Regions from separate parts of the Gossypium hirsutum genome. Here region 2 is linked to region 1. The links are chromatin contacts, called in public Hi-C maps. All regions are on one chromosome and are shown on one strand. The core of a region is the stretch at or near the end of the contact, and the rest is flanking DNA. Distances in the headings are between cores, read along the strand shown. Region 1 has its middle 6.6 kb from the start of LOC107954770. Region 2 overlaps LOC107954768 (aarF domain-containing protein kinase 1).

The links. Hi-C and Micro-C count contacts between places; a contact is called where the count stands out from the background.
Region 2: a contact with region 1 is called in a Hi-C map of leaf, with 3 times the contacts expected there. The contact joins two enhancer-like sites. A contact is called at or near these places in 8 of 34 Hi-C or Micro-C datasets (callus, hypocotyl, leaf and 1 more).

The regions. Positions count from the first base shown.
Region 1 is chrD07:38,061,918-38,065,152 of Gossypium_hirsutum_v2.1, reverse strand. No RefSeq gene overlaps it. Among protein-coding and RNA genes, the nearest start is that of LOC107954770, 6.6 kb to the right of the region's middle. Within about 2 kb of position 1,547, at least 2 of the 9 cell types and tissues checked have an H3K27ac peak or open chromatin away from gene starts, as enhancers often do. A contact at or near this core is called in leaf, where this site is marked.
Region 2 is chrD07:38,195,035-38,198,269 of Gossypium_hirsutum_v2.1, reverse strand. It overlaps LOC107954768 (aarF domain-containing protein kinase 1), which reads left to right. Exons shown (of 17, transcript XM_016890433.2): 13 at 352-489; 14 at 560-672; 15 at 915-986; 16 at 1,082-1,165; 17 at 1,271-1,428. The coding sequence ends at 1,287. Among protein-coding and RNA genes, the nearest start is that of LOC107954768, 16 kb to the left of the region's middle. Within about 2 kb of position 1,724, at least 2 of the 9 cell types and tissues checked have an H3K27ac peak or open chromatin away from gene starts, as enhancers often do. A contact at or near this core is called in leaf, where this site is marked.

The DNA.
Region 1 (3,235 bases), core at 298-2,797:
AATAAAAACTAAAGTCTATAAAATATTAAAATAAAACTTTAGTTGAGTTGTAAATTAATAGTTTTACTAACGCAATTGGTTTCGATTCAAATATCATTATATGAATATATTTTTATTCTTTTTTAAATAAAAATTAAAAATATCCTCAAATAATATAACTTAATTTAATTATGAAATAGCGTTTTCATAATTTTCTTAACCGTGTTGATATCTCGATTGAAAATGACATAAATTTAATAAAATATTTAATAAATAGTATAGATTTGATTTGATAAAGAGTAGAGGTGCTCATGGGCCAGGTTCGGGCCGGGCCCATAAAAAATTTCGGCCCGGGTCCTAGGCCCGAGCCCGGCCCGGCCCGAAATATGGGCCTAAGATTTTGCCCATGCCCGGCCCGAGAAAAAAATCATAAGCCCGAGCCTGGCCCAGCCCGGCCCATTTTTATTTTAAAAATTTTAAAAAATTAAAAAAATATTTTAAAAATAAAAAAATTAAAAAAAAGTATTTTAAAAATATTTTAAAATTTAAAAATTAAAAAATATATTTTAAAAAGATTTTAAAATTAAAAAAAATTAAAAAAGTATGTAAAAATATTTTAAAATTAAAAAAATAAATATATTTATTATATCGGGTCGGGCCGGGCCCAGATCGAAAAAGTGGTGCCCGAGGCCCGACCCGTTTTTTAAATAGGTCTCGTTTTTTTGCCCAAGCCCATATTTCAGGCCTATATTTTTACCCAAACCCTCTCATATTTCGGGCGGGCCGCCCGGCCCATGATCACCTCTAATAAAGAGGTGGTTATCCCATTTAAATAAAACTTCGGCAAAGCCATATTTCATCCAAAACGCTCCGTATATTATTATTATTGAAATTTGAAGAGGAATTGAGATGAATCAATGCTTGCTTTTCCAGTTTCCAGGGATGAATTTCATAGCTCTAATTGGTGGGGTTATTTTGGAGCTACACAAACTAGAGGGGGCAAGTGGCAACACCTTTGTCGTGGATCGGTGGGTTACACTTGCAACACATGGGCCGAGCCCTACCTCGGCATGCCACATCCTTGTTTGGTTCCGTATTGAAGTTGGTTGGTTCCTACGTCAAAACAAACACTCGCTTTCCCTTCTGACAGATACGTCGATGATATCATATTTTCATTTATTTTTTCTTGGTCTAATTTTGCTATCAATTTCAAAATTTTAGCCCCTATTTGTGTTCAGAAATTGAATCCTTGATTTAGAAATTTAGGACCAAATTCTAATTGCGGAGGTTTTTGATCGCTTGACAAATTTTAAATATATATTTATTTATTTTGTTAAGATGTGTTTGGTCACTTACAAAAATTATAATATCAATTAAAAATATTAAATAATCTTGACTTATCCAGAAGTTAAATTAAAATGAGTTTACTTTTAATATATAAAAACAATTCCCTAACAAAAAGAAATATTTTTTTTAATTGGTATTGTGGATGGAATAGAAGAATTTTTATTCTTTTGCTATAAGTATTGAAGATCCTCTCAGTACCCACGTAGAGTCTCGATAATATATTACCGTGTAAGAACTTTTTTTTATGCATTTGACTATAATATAGTACTTTTGCCATAAAATATGATAAGATAATTACGTGCCAATCATAAAACAAATTGGAGAGCAATTAACTAAATTATTCCAAAATAACTCAAAGTTAAAAATTATTTAAAGTCAATTGAGTTTTAGTTCGATTGGTATTGATATTATTATTAGGGTAGAAAAATATGGGTTTGAGCATATTGAAACATGTTTTGTCTTCTTATTTAGGCTGAGAAGATGTTATGAGTACTTTTAAGTATTATACCTTCCTTGTGACACATGTTTCAATCACCTTTTATTTATTTTTTAATAATTATATTGATAAAGTTTCAATTTTAATCCCTATATTATGATAACATTTGAGATTTATTTTTTTTTATGTTTTAATTTGACATAATTTGGTTTTCAATTTTCACACTGACATTAATTAGTCTAAATAATTGACATCTTTAACTATTTTGATTAAATTTTGTTGTTGATTTTCTTAATAAAACTATTCTAGCTATTTTAAATTTTGGGCTAAATTTTTCTAGCCCAAACAAAAAAACCATTTGTCCAACTAAAATCCCTTAAAACCAGCCCAAACCCTTGCAATTTATTAAACCCAATCCAAGCAAAAAATAAAACAAAATAAATAAATGCAGCCCTAGTAGGCAGCAATCATACCCCTGGCCCCGAACCAAAACTTCTAATTTCTTCCGCCTTGGTTGATTCTGTTAAACATTTGAACAGCCCAAATTTATTGAATTTTCAAATTTGCTTCATCTTTCTCTTTGTTCACTCTCTATTCTTTGCACACTTTAAATACAAAAACATAAAAATAGAGTGTTTAAAAATTTCGGATTTGAGTTGTGAGAAAAAGGTTTCAAACAAAATATGAAGAAGAAAATTTGAAAACTCACGAAAAAAATCTGAAGTCAAAACTTGAAAGAAGATGGAATATGGAAATTGGTTAAACTATATCGTTAGTCACTCTAAATAGGAGTTGTTCCTATTTTGGTCCTCCCAAATTTTCTTTTTGTTAATTTGGTCACCAAAAAGAAAAGAAATTGATCAAATTGGTCACTCCATCGTTAAATAATAATGAAAGACTAATGATTCATTTGTACGAAAAACTTTCGAGATGATTAAAATAAGAACGATCCCTATTTAGAATGATTGACAGGTAGTTTATCCTAATTTTAGAGTGACTAAGGTAGAAATGTGCTATTAGTCTTCTGTTACCATTTAACAGAGTGAAATGGCTAATTTGATCAAGTTTTATTTTCGGCTGACAACATTAACAAAAAAAAATAAAATTAGAGATGACCAAAATAGTAATAACCTATATTTAAAGTCCCTAATGGAATAGTTCACCAAAAATATGTGAAAAAAAGTTTTAAAAGATTTTTTTAAAAAAATAATATAAAATTTTAAATATTTTGTGACATTCAAATTGTGCAAAATGGTCAACTATCTAATCTATTTTAAATAATACCATAATGAGTTATTTTTACTATTTTATTGTGAGTGAATTAGAAATTAGTGGTTTGACCGATTCGATTATTGATCTAATTTTGAAAATCTTGCAAAAGGGTTAATATATATATTTGATTATTGAATTTGTCCAATTGTATCTATTTGGTACCTAATTTATTTTTGGACCTAATTGATTCTTAAATTTGTA
Region 2 (3,235 bases), core at 475-2,974, 130 kb before region 1:
AGTAACTGGGGTGCTACGTTTATGTTTATATTTAATTCAGTGGGACTTAATAATTATAATGATTACCCACACTTGTCACGCTTATAATTATACACAATTGCACCCAAATTCAATTACAGGTGGCTTTCCAAACACATGTTTAGTAGTATTCATTTAAATGATAACTAGAAGCATAAATCTTTCTGTAGGTTCCTATCCTCCTGATATGGTGAGGCATCTTACATTTTTCCTTCTGTGTTTTTGATTTGGGAGAGGTGTTGACTGGATAGATTGAAGGTTCAGTTTACTGACTATTATATTATAACAATTATGATACCAATGTAATTATCCCTTCTGTAATCTGATTGGCAGTAAATCTGGCATTGGGAAGGGAATGTTGGTTGAAGAGCAAAAGAAGCTGAAACAACATTTGAAGGCTCTAAAGATGGAGGACATATCTTCGTTTATGGAATCTCTTCCTTCCAACTTTCTCATAATATTGCGGACAGAGTATGATAAATTCAGTAGCCTATTTGGAGTTCAATAGCTCCTAATCTCATTTTGGTCTTTCCTGTTTTAGTGAATTACTGAGATCTACAGTAAGCAAGCTTGGTGCTTCAAAATGGGTGAGGTTGCTAACCTATGGAAAATATGCCTCACTTGGTCTCTCTCCGAAGTCGAATCCATGCTCTGGTAAACATTGCTTCTAAACCCTTTTTTTTTCCTTTAATTTTATTCTAAAGCAGTTGTTATCTGGCCAAGCCAGGGAGAGCTTCTAATGGATGCATCTGTTGTTGTGTCTGTACATTTATGAGTGTATAGTAAGAAAGAGATTTTTATATTCACGAGCCGTTAACGTCGGTATTCTTGGAAGGCTCTGATTTTGTGGTTGCATATTTTGTTTTAATTTACAATTTAAGGAATCGTGTGTTCAGGTTTGACATCATTCGCCCTATATACCAGATTGATAGGAAATATAGAATACATTCTTCTAAGGCTTACTATAGGTAAGGGTTTTTCTTCTCCTAAGTTCTGATATGTAGGTATGTCAGGTAATAAAAAAAAGGGTACCTGAATGATTGGAACATTTTAACATTTTCAGGGGTAATGAATCTGGTTTTGTGGATGGAGAAGCTGAAGCGATGTCTGAATAAGTTTTATGGAAAGATGAGTGCTGCTGGAAAAGGTATGTCGACACTGTTCTTCAACATCTACTTCAAAATGTAGATTCTTTTTTCTTTCTTTTTTGTCTTATGTACTTCGTTTTTTACTCTAAGTAAATTTTGAGCAGAAGCCATAAGTAGATAAAGCTTCCTAAGGCTCGAGGAGCACTGTATTGTAGTTTGATATTGGCTTCTATTGTACAACTACAAAATTACTCTGAATCTGAAGAATTGTAAGAACAAGAATATTACTCAAACTTGGTCTATGAAATTATTTTAAGTACCATTGACTGGGTATGGATTTTGAGTTCAAGCATTTGCAAATTTACTACAATCTTTTTACGTCAGAAAAAAAACACAAACTTAGATAAGAATTTAAAATCTAGTTTTATATATATAGATTTATATATAAAAGCATTCATTTGGAAATATTTTTAATCACGGAAAATTTTTATCATTCATTATTGTTATATCCAGGCCAAATGGGCTAAGGCCTGTAGCGAGGCCCAAAAGAGCTCAAGTTCCAACTGGTACAAAGATCACACGAGCTTAGGCTTTATAAAGTACAAAACTTAAATGCTAACAAGAACAATGTCACGTGGCACGTAGAGGAATCATCTCTAGCTTTTACCCTACTCAAAAGCTATGCATAGTGTGACTTGTCAACATTTCTAACAAATAAGAAACATTGCATTAGCTAAAAGACTAGATAAGACTAGATTTGGGCAATTAAGGGGCAACTTAAAGCTTTATTACATATGTTAAAATTTAACTTAATTTTAGCTTTGACCACGTATATATTTGGATCCAGTCCAACCACTTACGATCCTTGTTATTCGGTAGCAAGTTTTAGCCCAAATCCTATCTAATGACAACAAGTTCTGGGACAACTAATCCGTTAAAAATGTCAACTTCAACTCATCGGTGTGTTTTCTCTAAGATACCACCAGTTTGTTTTACTAATCAGTTACCATTGGATAATGCCAAAATCTTTTGAGCATTGGTCCTTCGCAACCACTTCTACCATTAACGACGATTGTAACACCCCCTTACCAAGTAAGAAATGCTACATTTCCATACCAAACACATCACTCATGTTCCACTCATCTTTTAGACTTATTTGAAGCTATTTAAGGCTTCTTCAATAATTTCTAAACTTAATATGTAATCCGATTGCAATCAGAGATCATTCAGGGACCCCTCGATGTAAAAAACAACATAAATTAAGAAAATAAGGTAGAGGTATCGATGCATGCCCCAATTTATCGATACCTTGACCTTGATACTATTCATTTTTACATTTTGTTTGAGCTTTATCGATACAAGTCCTCTAAGTATCAAAATTTGGGTGTATGGAAGCTAAAATCAAGCTTAAAAACACCTCAAAAAATGTCATAACTTACTCCAATTAATGCCAATCATTCTCAATCATTCTTTGACCTTAAAATACTCCTAATTATCTTTGTAAACTGTCATGCAATTCATCTATTAGAGTTGCATGACCCAAGTTCTTGTTAAAAAAAATAATGGCAAAATAGGGGGATCTGTGGGGGCAAAGGTCAAGGGCCGCAACCGCTGCAGATCCCTATTAAGTATAAAACTGGACTGGGGTCGCAACCAGGGGTGTGCCCCCACAATACAGTACAAGCTGTACAAGTGGAATTCGTATAGAAGTACACTTATTCTATTTGATATTGATTAGAATAAGGTGTTTCAACCTCACTACATTGCTTCTATTTGACATTGATTATAATAAGGTTTTTCAACCTATAAATAGATGCAATCTAAACTTCTCTTGTATCATTCAAATTCGACATTAGTGAATTTTCTTCTCCTCTGCCCGTGATTTTTTTCCCGAAAGGATTTCCATGTAAAATTTGTGTGTTCTTATTTTTCTTTCTTTTTTCTTTGCAATCGTTTTATATTGTCATTGTCGACGTTCAACTTTTACATCATCCATATTCAATCTCCATCTAATGTGCCACAAAGGTTCAAAACATCTCCATTTAAACAAAACTCAACTTTGTGCCAATGCCCTAACTATCACTTTCCTACTTATCGGATACCTAGGTACATGCCACACTAATTCAAAA